2 separate regions of the Mus musculus genome follow, and region 2 is linked to region 1. The links are chromatin contacts, called in public Hi-C maps. All regions are on one chromosome and are shown on one strand. Each heading gives the region's core, a stretch centred on a gene start, on an enhancer-like site or on the middle of the called end of the contact. The rest is flanking DNA. Distances are from core to core; before and after follow the strand shown.

Region 1 (6,621 bases), core at 2,719-5,218:
GCCATGTTTTATCACACACACACATACACATACACACACACACACACACACACACACACACACACACACTGCATTCTTCATGTCATGAGAATGAACACCCTGCCAGAGATAGCAATGACTTGTGAGTTAACCCTCATGTGCCCTTTCAAGTGACGCCCAGTTAGGCTTTGGCCTGTACCACCCACATCACCGAAGGATTGGGCCACTCATCTCTGTGAATGAGTGATGGACTGACTGGCTTCTCTGGTACTTAAATGAGATGTGCTGTGCACTTGTATCTCAATATGGCTGGCTGACATGGAAGGCACTGGCTGCCATAGCTCACCAGCTCACCACGGTCTCCCTTAACCCTGGCAGAAAAGGCATCACAGTTCATGCAAGGCTGGAGGCATAAAGAACCTTGCTCCTGGGTTGCCATGTAGAAGGTGTGCCGAAGACCCTGTACTTTGTCCTCTGGAACCCTATCATCTCTAGGAATCTTACTCCCTATGATTCCAAGTGCAACCTCCAAGGGCCAATCATTGTAAGAGTAGCATGGCCTTGGACAAACTTGTGTCTTCACAGAGTCTTTCAGGTGCCTGCATGGTGTATGAGACTCCCGTAACCCATACTTGGGTTTGGTAGTCAAGAAAGGGGCCTGTGATGTGGCATGTACCTTGAGCAATCTCCCCCTTGATGCTTCCTGTTTGATAATGACATTTTGAGTCACAAGGATCCGCCCATTTCAAGTTTTTTTTTCTTTTAAGTCAATTCTGTGCTTAAACATTAAATATACTATTTAAGAAGGGGAAAATTAAAAAAAAAATCTCTACTCAGAGGCACACAATGACAAAAACATGGCCTATTCACTTGTAGGTAGCTGTTGGGAATTGCTGGCAGGCCGAGGCCCAGGCTTGCTTCCTTTGTTATAGAGGAAGTTAACAGGTGTAAGAGTATTTGGCAGTTTGGCACCAGTTGAAGAATATCTCCTTTATCAGAGCAAAGAATGAATAAAACGGAGAGGAAAGAGCATCCCCACTCAAGGTAATTTATGGCCATGGTTTGAAGTTGTCTCCTCTGGAACCCCACATCTCTCAGAATCTTCCTTTGGGAAATTCCATGTTTAAGCAGTTTGCAAGGCCATATGTGTTTATGAGTTGAAAGTCACAGTTTCTGGAGGTGCCCTGTTTGTAGAATGTGTTAACATGTTTGTCTTTCGCGTATTCTGTTTCTTTAGAGTGCTGGGCTTGGGAAGCAGAAGTCTCCTCGACTTCTGAAAACTTGTGAACCCTTGGTCACTGAGTAGTTAGAGTTGAGGTACAAAGGGAAAATAATTTGGGGGTGTATCTCAGACTCACAGGAAGTCAACCTTAAATGTTTCTGCAGTCTGTCTTAGGAGGCTCCACCTTCTCCTGTTTACTTTATGGTTGAGTTCAACATGGCTTAAATCTTGTTATTTGATGCACTTTTAAGGAACAGGATAATTATTGTGTGCTTTTCTATTGGGAAAGCAATATAAAAACATGGATAGAATTTTGAAGTAAGGATGCTCATAATCCTAGTAATACTTTCATTGGGTTCAACTGGAACTGGAAGCTTCTATCCAAATGCTGAAAGCAGCAAACAACTGCACAAAACCAACCAACTACCCAGCCATCCAGCCAACCCACCATCCATCCACCCATCCACCCATCCAGACAACTATGAACCATCCATCTATCCATCCATCCATCCATCCATCCAGACAACTATGAACCATCCATCTATCCATCCATCCATCCATCCATCCACCCATCCATCCACCCATCCATCCAGACAACTATGAACCATCCATCCATCCACCCATCCAGACAACTATGAACCATCCATCTATCCATCCATCCATCCATCCATCCATCCAGACAACTATGAACCATCCGTCCATCCATCCATCCAGACAACTATGAACCATCCATCCATCCAACCCACCATCTATCCATCCATCCAGACAATTATGATCCACCATCCATCCATCCATCCATCCATCCATCCATCCATCTATCCATCCAGTGAGCCAGCTAGCCAGCCAGTCATCTTAGAGTTTCTCTCTAGTCATCCGTGAGGCTATGACTTTAGCCTCACTTTGAAGTGGATACTGCTACATCACTACCCTTTAAGCGTTTGTTTTGCCTTTACTAGCGTCTTCCCCCTCAGGACAACATTGAGAATAAGTGTTTTCAGCATACAGAGCAATGCCTTGTGAATAAACACTGGTTTCAGTCAACCAGAAAGAGGGAAAGAAAGGAAAATCAATAAACCTCCTGCAGGCATTTGAGAAACTGTGTACTTTTAAGAGAAGGAATGGCCAGTGATAAGGAGCTTTGCAAAACAATAGCTCTCATCTCTTCCTTTTTTGAGCCGCTGACTATGACTTTCTGTGCTGAACCTTGTAGCTGGGATTTCCTAGTTCTCTGTTGCCTTGGTTGTGCCCCACTTAGCTGGGGAATGACAGCCACTGTCCCTGTGACAGCTCAAGGGGAGCAGCTCTACAGCCTTCCTAGATTTTGAATGTCATAGCAGGAATCCTAAGGAGACCAGTGCTCCTTTGGTTCTGGCTCCTTTTGCTTTGCCTGCTGGTCTTGAGAATCAAGAGTGAAGAGCTGCCTGGGTGTATATGGCATCTTCATTTTTCCTTAGGTCTGCAAAATTTAACCATTCTTGGTATTCTCGCTGCATGCTTAGAGTGTTCTTCAATTGCTATCTGGTGAGAGTTTGAAACAGCTGTATAAGAGTTTGAAATAGTGTTTTACTTCTATTTTTCCTTAAGATGAAGAATCAACATTGTAGAAATGAGTGGAAGGCACCAAAGCGACCTGGAAATATCTCTTACACTTTTGTAAAATATATGATTATTTAGTTTAAATACAGACATGTGTCACTGATGGCTGTTAAATAGCAATTTCAATATTTGGATTGTCTTAAATATAGATATGTGCTGTCTTTTCGTAGATATGTACAGTAATTATCTGAATGACTGATATGTGACCTTTAAATATTTTTATCCATGTTAAGAGAATAAAATGTCTTTATCATAGCATACTATAACATTTCAAACTATATGGGACGTTTTGTTTATTTTTTTGAGACAAGTTAGCTCAGGCTGGTCTCTTAACTCATGGCAGTCTTTGTGTCACAGCCTTCCCAGTGACGGAATTATAGGCATGAGCTACCAGACTTGATGAAATGAAATCTTTTGAAGTTCAACATAAGGCTAGAGATCAGCTTCGATATTTACAGTGCACACAGGAAGAACCCTGTTGTGTTTCTCATTTGTAGATGGGTCAGAAAGTATATGTATGATATGTATAATCATCTCACCCTGAACTGTGGGAGATTGTTGCGTCACAGCTGGGGATAACAGCCCATTCTTTATTGCACCTTTCAAAACACAGTTTTAATTTTGAAGTTCCTTCCCATGGAATTTTCCTTCTCTTGCCCCGTTCTTTCTTTGACTTTAACTCCAGGATCGAGGAGGCAGGGAATCTTCTTAAGGGAGGCTAAACCCCTCTTAGTCTTCAAAATAAAAAGGCTAGCCTGCTGCAGACAGAATAGAGGATTGGGATTCTTTTGAACAGAAATGGCTGTGCAAATATTTAATCCGTTGTTCTTTAGTTGGTCTATTTAGGGCAGAGTACTGGAAGGAACCGTGCTTTAATTGGCCTTCTGCAGACCTGATTATGTAACCTTAAGACTTGCATGTTGAAAAGGACGTGAAAAATCCTCTAGTCTCTGTTACCTACCAGTCATCTTTCTGCAATCTCCTCTTAAGGATGGATTTTATTCTCCGGCTGTAAGTTATAAAACAGGGGACAGAGCTCTTTTTTTCTGGCAGCTTTTCATTTTATAGGTCTGAGATGCCCTCAGCCTTACTTGTAGGGGCAGTGTGCAGAGAGGACAGTCAGAGTCCCTGTGGGTTCGCTCACGGGTCAGGTTTTAGCCTGGCCAGTGGTGAGGATGTCTGTATACCATTTACACACTGATCTGGGGTGAAGGTGGCATTTGGCAGTGCTATTGGTAGGATGCCTGAGCGCCGAATCACCCGAGCTGCCAAGTCCCCGTTCTCTCACTCCATTTGGCTCGACTTGACAGTTTTGGCTCAGTCATTTTGATTAACATCAACCTTGCTTATGTTAAGTAACTATTCAGGTTATTTATTATGTATTACTCTCATGCTTTGGAATGAGCGGCCAAGAAACTTCTGCCTCATATGGACTCCATATGCAGCTGTTAAGTTAGCAGAAACACAATTAGTTGGCGCCTAAGCTGCATATTGAGTAGATTAGGCCGGATCGCACAGGCGTTGTTTGAGATTGTTGTCTCCAATATTTAAGAAAGCTATTAGGTGTTTGAGGATGTGGGGTGATAAAGCATCTCTGAGTTCACATATGTCCTGTTTTGTATTTTTATTATGGAGTGCAAATATCTGTGGAATCTTGGTTGTTTGTTTTGCACTGCTGAGCTCCAGAGAGGATTAAAAACATAGTCTGTGAAAAACAGACATCTCTTTATTTCCATTGTTCCCTCCCCATCCCAGGCTAGGCCGAGAATGTTGCAGTGGGTAAAAGACAGCCTGGGCTCAGATGTAGGCCCTGACACTCCTACCTGTGTGAGTATGTATAGGCAACATCTTTAGGGTCACCCCAGACACCAGCATGCTAAGGAGTGCAGGTGAACAGGGACTTCCAGAAAGTACCCCACTGTCACGGTGTGCTCTGGGTCTCTGTCCCTTGAGAAGGGTGTTGTCAGGTTTAGGATGTGTTCCCTGAAGGATGGAATCTGTCACTTTTCAAGCTTGCTTTCCATTGTCCTGCTCCCACGGAAGGATCTTGGAAGTCCATCCTTTTCCTTGGCTAGTAGATGGTAAGGTTTGGCCTGGGGACAGCTGCCACATGCTCTCACCGTGTCCATGTGTTGCGACGGTCTGCTTCTGTGCTGTCACCGAGCTTTCCTCTTACGTGGGGACCCTGTGTGTGCGCATTGTGTGTGTAGGTGCCCCGGCGTGCATGGGTGTGACGTGGACGTCATATCTCAGACGCCGTCCACCTTGTTTTCTGAGACTGGGTCTCTCCCTGGCATGGAACTCACCAGTTAGGTTGCACTGGCATACAAGACATCTCCTGTCTCTGCCTTGTGAGTACTGGGATTGCAAATGTGTACCACTGTACTTAGCTTTTTTTTTCTTTGTTTTTTTAAAGTGGCTTTTAGGGAATCAAACTTAGGTTCCCTATGTTTGTGTAGCAAGCGTTTTACCAACTAAATTATTTTCCCAGCTAGGGGGTCCTTTTGAGGCCATTTATATCCGCATTATAATTACAATTAAATATACATAAGTATGCCTAAAAACTGCTTAAAATATACTGAGTAATAATTATCCATTGAAATAATTTAATTAAATTTGAAGTAATTTTTTTTTTCATTAAGGAACAAAATAAGCATCCATTTGGCCCCCACTACAAAAAAATTGCTATACACAAATAGGTATGCTTATGAAATTACTTAGTTTATTAGCATATAATTCATCCAGATTATTACATTCTCTTAATTGAATTTACACTTGTATGCTTATAATTTTAAAAATAGTTTTAAACAAGAGGTGTCTACGAGCTGCCGAACATTAAGGGCTCTGGTATTTTTAGTTGTCTGAGAGGTAAAATTCTAGGTCTAAAGGGAAAACATGGATGCTATAGTAAAAGATAACTCTCCTGCTCTGTGCTGTGAGCATCTGCAGCAGAGTTTGGATTGATTTTCACCTTCTGAACTGTCATAGACGATTTCTGTTCCTTCCTTGACATAGGAGATTCCTGTAGCTCAACCCTTACCTAGTCTGAGGCCATCCTCTGCCTCTTCACAAAAGTTCTAAAGGTGAAAAAGTGGGCTGGGGAGGGAGATGAGAAGCCAAAGCTGAGGTTGGTTACCACACCGAGGGACGTGCTTGCTTCTTGGAGTTGTGTCTTGTGGATGTCAAAGCCCCTTTCCAGGAAGGGCCTTACTGTTTGCTGCCGTGATGGGAAGAGTGTATTGAGGCTCGTGAGAAGCAATGGCTGAGATTGGGAGCTGCAGAGGGATACTCATCTATGTTTGGAAGCCCACACAGGCATTGGGTGATTTCTTGGACAGCGTTCCTGGCGGTTGTAGTGAGAGTGAGCTTTACCTGGGCCATTGCTCTGGTTGTTCATAGGGAGCAGCCTTCATCCTTCAGACATGATGTAATGTCTTTCTCCAGACAAAGAGCAGCCTCTGTGGACAGTGGGGCCCCAGAATCCCAAACATTGCTCCTCAGCTATGATGCCTACCCACTGCATGGACAGCATTCACCTTTGACCTTTAGAGCAAAGAGAACCCAGGCCAGAATGATGTTCCTGCTGCCTCCTGTGCTCTGTATGGTAAGTCCTTAGTGCCTGGTCCAGAAATCTTTGTCGTCCTCTTCTTCTTCTCCTTCTCCTCCTCCTCCTCCTCCTCCTCCTTCTCCTCCTTCTTCTTCTTCTTTTTTTTTTCCTGAGACAGGGTTTCTCTGTGTAGCCCGGGCTGTCCTGGAACTTACTTTGTAGACCAGGCTGGCCTCGAACTCAGAAATCCGCCTGCCTCTGCCTCCCGAATGCTGGG
Region 2 (7,046 bases), core at 4,067-6,566, 150 kb after region 1:
CAGAAAAGCTGGTCACCAACAAAAATGTTCCCTGCATGTGTGATTTTATTAAGGCTTATTACCTGGCAGAGCCCATGAGATCCATACAAGGAGTGGGTTGTGACCCACCTGTGCAAGATAAGAGCCCAGCTGGGCTTCAGCCTGACATTTCCACAGACACGTGTGGTTTCCCTGGTCATGAACACAGCGCATGCGTGTTAAGGTTACCTCAGCTCTCCTTATCTTGTGTAAAATGTTCACTAAAATTCTTTGATTTGTACCCTGTAAATAAAGAAAACTCATAGTTGGGTCCTGAAGGGTTGTAGCGCTGTGATTGAAACCTTGCAGAGGAAAGAAAGAGAGGTTTGTTCAGACCCGTGGTGGGGGAAGGCATAGAGGTCATAGCAGCTCGGAGACAGATAACTCCTTTGACAGCTGTCCCTAGCAACACACACGTCTCAAATGTCCTACAACCTCCCAAAACATTGCCACTCACTGGAGACTGGGCGTGCACACCATGAGATTGCGTGGGCTTTTCACATTTGAGCGGTCACCGTAGCAATGGACGAACCCAGAGATGGTTTTGCTCCTTGAGAGAAGTCACAGGAACCACATGTTGTCCGAAGGCATTTTCATGAAATGTGCAGATCGGGCAGATCCATAGAGGGAGCAGGGAGGTGAGAGCTTTCTAGGCCATAGGGAGGGTTGGAAATGACTTCTCGTGGGATAGGGTTAGCTTAGCGGGGTGAGCAGCTCCTGCATTTAGTATTGAAAATATAAAGTCATGCTAAATCTCTGGATTTTTTATTTTCTATCTCTCTTTCGCCACTCTTCCCCCCCCCCCCAGCCTTTTTTTAAAGACAGGTCTCATGTATCCCAAGCTGGCCTCAAACTTGCTCTGTAGCCAAGGATGGCTTTTTACACTCCTGCTTCTTCCCACCCAAGGGTCGGGATTATAGATGTGTACCACCATGCCTGGCTTTCTATGGCGCTGGGGGGTAGAACCCAAGGTTTTATGTATGTGAGGCAAACGCTACCGACTGAGCTACATCTCCAGCCCCCAAATATCCATTTAAGAATCAGAGGGGGTGGACCTAGTGGCCAAGGAAAAGCCAATAGCATTTGAATTCTGCTGTCTAACTTGGTTTCCTTTCCCCCTTTTTTTTTTAGATTTTTGGGATATGCCTGGCACAGAATTTGGTGAGTGACATTGAAGCTGTCAGGGCTAGCTGGTAGACCCCTGCGACCACTGCTGTCAGACACTGGACTGATCCCCCCTCACTGACTGACCCTCTGTGCGCCGGCCGGCTGATGGCGGGCTGTAGAGGCCTGGTCACAGGCCTACAGTCTCACCTGATGGAGCTGCCAAGAACTTAACTTTCTGTGGGGGTAGAACTGGGAAATGCTGCTCACAGACGGAACTTGGAAAAAGAAAAACAAAACAAGTGCGCAACTTGCTGAGTCAACGTGCAGTGAATCTCTACTGTAGCCGTGGATTGGTGGTCGGATGGATGCTACCAGAAGGGGGAAGGGGGGAGGTTGGGCACGGCATGTACTTGAATTTTTGGAGAATACAGTGCTGTACACATCTTGGCTAAAACTTGGGCCCTTAGCCGTCAGGGCCAGGTGTCTTGAAATCTCTCAAACCCTTTGCATCTGTCCTCCAGAGAAGAAACCAGCTGCCCCCTGTGTTCAGATTCTGAGAGAGGTGGAGCGGGTCACGATACAGCATGCGCCCTTCATCCTGAGTTTGCCCTTAAGAGAACTGGGCGTTTGCAGTAAACTAGGGTGCCAGAGGCTGAGCTCCACATTTCCACAGGACTGCTCTTTCCTCTGAGTGGCCAGCCCGAGCCTGAGCTCTGTCAATGACATCCAAGGAGAAAATGAGGTTAATGAGAGACATTAATTAAACACTCCCTCACCCCACCGCACCAAACCAGTTGGGTTCTTCTGATATTCTGGAATACTCTGGGCTATGTTTTATGTTTTATTTCTTTTTTAATCGGTTGTTATTTTGGTTCTTTTTTTTTTTCTTTCTTTCTTTTTTCTTTTTGTCTCCCAAAGGAGGCTATGACACAGTTCTCTTGGTTTCTTATTCAGCTTGAATAGTAAGTTTTTGTAGACTTGTCACCTGCATGTACTGTAACCCCACCCCCACCCCCAAATCCACCATGTTCTTTTCAGAGAGACATTTGAGCGTGTTCCTTAGTGTTTATGTCCTAGGTATCCAGCCTTGAGTGGTTGTGGAGTGTTGTCCTAGCCGCATCTTTGTATGCCCCTCAGGCTCTCTGTCTCTCCTGGCATCCAATTCAGCTTCTGTCCATTCGCCATTGAGTGGTAGAAAAGCCCAGCTCCAAAGCAGGGTTGACACAGTCAAAAAGCATTTCATGAGGTTTTTCTTTCTTTTCTTTTTCCTCCCTTTTTGCAACTTTAGTTTTGTCGTATATTAAATAAAAAACCAAGCCTAGTATAGTGCATGTGCTCGCTGAGGTGACCTCGGGGTGGTTACAAAGCACAAATATTTGAGGGGCTGCGCCGAAGCCCAGCCAGGGTTCAGTGACGCTAGGTGGAAAACCACCTTCAGGTTCTTCTCCTGCCTCGTGCCCACTGGGAGGGTGGACTTTAGCCCCAGATCCCCCCACCCCCAGCTTGTGATAACCCCTGGATGTTGCTTTCACGGGGAGCAGATTTAGTTTGTGGGTTTGCTGGGAAGGCCCCAGCCTCTGCGAAAAGCAGCTCCCCATTGGCCAGCCAGCAGTCTGCGTCATGCAGCCCGGTTTTCCATTTCCGCAGCACGTGTGCGTTGCCGTGGCTGATGGGCGCTGTCTGCTCAGAGGGAGGTCAGGCACTCCTTGGGTTTACGTGGCTCTGCATGTTTGTATCGGTGTCTGTTTTTAGGTAGAGATAGTCATTCCATACGTGGATGCGAGGTCACGTGACTTCACCCCTGTCCATACCACAGCCGTCGCTTGTGATGTCCTTCAACATGGACACTCGTGCTCTCGGATTGGCACTTCTGTCTTCTTTATTACCTCATTCTCCAGTGAACTGCATCTGGCCAATTGATTCAGAATCAGACAGGATCCCCACCCCGTGGCACATCCAGTGAAAGCCAAAACACAAGCCCAAGCGAGTTTTAAATTTTAATCACCCTTTATTTTTTACACTCGAGAGTGATTGTAATAAAAGCTGTCATTAATAAACTCGGTTCTACCTTACATGGGATCACGTCGTCTTACTTTTTCTGAATCATTTCTCAGATGTAAGTTACTGTAAAACACTCTGGAATGTCTCCTTAAAACACAAAGGGCCGGGGCCAGGGGGACAGCTCATGTACAGTGTGCTTGAAACTTAGGGTTCAATCCCATGGCCCTGAAACCACCATCATTTCCAGAACTCCTACGGAGGTGGGTCAGGATGCAGCTTGAGGACTTGCACTGGTGAACTCCTAAGATGCTGATGAGACTACACATTGATTTTTAGAAACACCAATCAGTCCCGGAAGGGAGGGGAAATTTGTGGATGTAAGGGGCTAAGCCTCTGAGTTGCTAAACGTGGGCAGACACAGCAAGTAGGTGTTCTCTGTCTCAAGGACTGTCCTCTATTTGTTTCAGATGCCTTGGGAACATTACAAAACACAGATCCCAGACCCTGACCCTGCCATTCTGGTGTGTGTGTGTGTGTGTGTACATATACACGTACACATATACATATATATGCTTAAGCTTTATGAACATTTAATACACAGTGGACCTAGATAAAAGTTACAGCTTTTATAAGAAAGTAATTGCCAGCAGCCCCTGGAAACTGTCATGTTAACCTGCTGGAAAATACCAGCGTAAGTGTCTTTCTCTTGTGAAGTGTTACTGAAGGATACTTTTTAAGAACAAATGTAAGGAAAAGCTTCCATTTCACATAGCACTTTTAAGACCAGGCAGGACAGTGTGTCCTAAGACTTGAGAAAGGCCTCAAGAAAAGCAGATACAGAAAGCAGACCTATTTTGATTTTAAAGAAACTTGTCGGGGACTGAAGATGGGCAAGCCCTGTTGATGTCTCTTTACCTGATGCTGTGGGGCCTGGTTATTCCCTCCATGCTGTGGCCAGCAGCAGAGCGGTTATAGTTACAATGGTGCTTTGTTTACAAGGCTCAAAACTAGCAGAAGTTTTGTCCTTGCAAAGACCATGGACTTTGGGGAAAATTACCATTTTTAAAAAAAATTTCTATTGTTTACTGGTTCCCACAAAGATTGCTTCTGTAATATATACTTAAAAATTACTATTCATAAAAAAGAACAGTAAAAACCAGAACTTCTCATCAGAGAGTGGATGAAAACTCCTGTTTCTTTTCCCAGGGTATAGCCCCCTTGACATTTCTGTGGGTTCGCTTCCTGCCCCAGGTCCCAGGCTGACTCCCCTCCAGGAGCATCTTAGAAGTTACTCTGGTCTAAGCTTTTGCTTCTTCGGAAAGGCCTTGGCTCACTCTGGACTGGTGTTTGTGTGGGCAGGAATGGAATCATTTTGCAGCGTGTGGCTCTCCCAGCGCGCCTGTTTCCGGCTCTCTTGGAGAAGAGCCCTGGGAAGCCAGTGGGCGAACAATGGGGGTCGGAGCCCAGTGACCTGGCAGGCCTTCCCCAGCAAGCTTTGCCATTTATACATTGGTGCTTGCTCCTTCTCTTGGGAAATCTGTGCAGACCTCCAAGGAAGGACTGGGAACTTCTCCATAAACTCTGGCTACTGTGGCCAGGAAGCTGGAGCAGGGAACGGTAATTGTGAGACACTGTCAGCAAGTGGAGACTAATGTACAGCAAATGTAGCTGTAGGCAGGGCTGAGTTGTGACTTAGAGTGGAAACATGACTAGGGGCACAGTTATCAGATGTTTGGATCCAGGAAGCAGGGGACAGAAACTAAACTCTAAAGATACCAAAACCATCTTAATGTTCCCCTAGCCTTTAATTTTATTATTTTATTTTATTTTTGAGAGACTTGCCATAGCAGCAGAATCTATTACAGTGTGGCTTTTAAGACATTCTTGGTTTTCGGAATTAATTGGTTCCCTCTGGAGGCCTGCAGCTTCCTTTGTCCCAAGGTTGAGCCATCCCCTCCCAGTTAGACCGAGCTAGACACCCTGGTCCTTCATCTCCACTTCTAGAAACAAGGGCTAAAGTAAATGTACTTTAAAAGTCAGAGAGCGGGTGGAGACATAGTTTTACAAGGTATGCATGAGTTCCACAAAGAACCAGTGTCCAGCAAAACAAACGACCCATGTGGTCCTCACCTCCAAGAACTTCTGGGCCGATTAGGACAGGAAAGTTTTAGTGGCCTGCCCTCTAGTGTCAGCCACGGAGAACCACAGCTGGCTGGTGTTGGAAGGGAGGTTCCTTGCGGATGGATGCAAGCCGCATTCCAGCGTTGGGAAATGGATATGGGCCGAGGGCAGGTGTTTAATAAGAGTAGGTGCTTTCCTACTTCACAGTCCTGAAAGCTGGGTCTCGTTCTGGGAACCCAGGCACGGGACATCTTGTTCTCATCAATATCTGCGTTGGGAAATGGATATGGGCCGAGGGCAGGTGTTTAATAAGAGTAGGTGCGTTCCTACTTCACAGTCCTGAAAGCTGGGTCTCGTTCTGGGAACCCAGGCACGGGACATCTTGTTCTCATCAATATCTAGGTGCTGATCTTGCCACTGGCGTTTTATTACCTTGTTGCAGCAGGGTTTGGCAGGCCTGGTGGAAGCTGGCCCTGCCTCCTGTATCGTCTCAGATGCAGTTTCTAGAAGATGATATTCACTGCCACCAAGTGTTCACCAGCCACTCTGGGGGTGCTATGTCTTCCAGGCACCTATCATCCTAGTGGGGGTGGTATGATAAACGGCATCCCCTCTCAGAGCATAGAATCCCCACTGGAGGGGTTTGTGTGAGCCATGATCCAGGTCCTAAGCCGCACCTCTGGTCTTCAACACTGACTGTACAGGACAAAGGGAGCAGACTTTCCTGGACTTCCCGTTAAAACAAGACTGATTGAGAATCTAGTGGTGTTAGCTTTGATTTGAGAATTACTATCTCCTTTTTCGGAAATGGTCAAAGATTTCTATCTTGTTTTGGTCTTTTGCTTTAACACAAAAGGTTATCAATTAGCTCCAACAGGCCTGATAGTCCTTGTTCTGTATCTCGGGCTGCCTTCAAACTTGGAGCAATCTCCCTGTATCAAGCTTCCAAGAGCTGTGCCAACAAGCTCAGACCTTCTCGCTACAACCTTTGATTTTAGAGACGGGAGAAACCATGGCTTATACATGTTAGGAGTTTATCATGGGTTCAACTGTGTCTTTCAATATTATATTCCCTGAGATTCAAACTCAGGTCCACGGAGTGCAGGGAACCCTCCTGATAGGAAGCTAGCCTGAGGTTCTCATCAGCTGACTGGAGGCAGCTGACCACTGTGCGGTATATGACAACAGTCTGCTTTCTGCTCTTGTAATGTCTTGCTGAGTCCCAGTTTTGTTAAGATAGGCTCTTGGTGTATATCTTGGGTTAGTTAGCTTTCAGCTTGCTGTGTAACTCATGCTGCATTTGAACTCATTCCCCTGGCTTCCACTTCCCAAGTACTGGAATCACTGGTGTGCACCACTATGCCTGGCCAGTCTTGCCACCTTTTCTGGGGTATGTTAAATAAAGAATGCATTATTATATTTAAGATCATGGCAGTGCATTCTGTATTTAATCTTAAAAGCCACCTGCTACAATGATTAAGATCGCATCCATAAAATGATCGGTGCCTTCTGCAGTCTCCTTGTGTTGTCACCAAAACAACCCAGTAGTTCCCTAACAGTTGCAAGCAGCCACTGGGGCCAACAACCCATCTGTCCCTTGACCCCACAGCGTATGGTTGTATAAGTATATTCTACTCCAGGCACTGCTGCAGGCTCTCAGGAAAGTTTCAGAACTGTAAACCAAAGTGGAATTACCCCAGGCCAAAAGTCTTAAACTTGTTAAGAGTTGAACTACCATTTTTCCAGGGGCAAATAAGCCAGCAGTGGCTCTCAGCCTTCCTAATACTTCAGCCCTTTAA

The links. A called contact is a pair of places that touch in the nucleus more often than the background predicts.
Region 2: a contact with region 1 is called in a Hi-C map of beige adipocytes, with 4 times the contacts expected there. The contact joins two enhancer-like sites. A contact is called at or near these places in 19 of 484 Hi-C or Micro-C datasets (the HPC-7 cell line, the MC3T3-E1 cell line, the Patski cell line and 15 more), 5 of 115 datasets of contacts at active chromatin or transcription factors (CD8 T cells, embryonic basal ganglia, embryonic stem cells and 1 more) and 4 of 9 other capture datasets (adipose tissue, embryonic stem cells, liver and 1 more).

Annotation. Positions count from the first base shown.
Region 1 is chr3:138,756,808-138,763,428 of GRCm38.p6, forward strand. All of the region lies in intron 1 of Tspan5 (tetraspanin 5), which reads left to right. Among named protein-coding and RNA genes, the nearest start is that of Tspan5, 18 kb to the left of the region's middle. Within about 2 kb of position 3,969, at least 69 of the 459 cell types and tissues checked have an H3K27ac peak or open chromatin away from gene starts, as enhancers often do. A contact at or near this core is called in adipose tissue, beige adipocytes and embryonic fibroblasts, where this site is marked.
Region 2 is chr3:138,901,230-138,908,275 of GRCm38.p6, forward strand. Tspan5 (tetraspanin 5) reads left to right here. Exons shown (of 8, transcript NM_019571.5): 8 at 1,150-3,204. The coding sequence ends at 1,215. Among named protein-coding and RNA genes, the nearest start is that of Tspan5, 160 kb to the left of the region's middle. Within about 2 kb of position 5,317, at least 68 of the 459 cell types and tissues checked have an H3K27ac peak or open chromatin away from gene starts, as enhancers often do. A contact at or near this core is called in adipose tissue, beige adipocytes and embryonic fibroblasts, where this site is marked.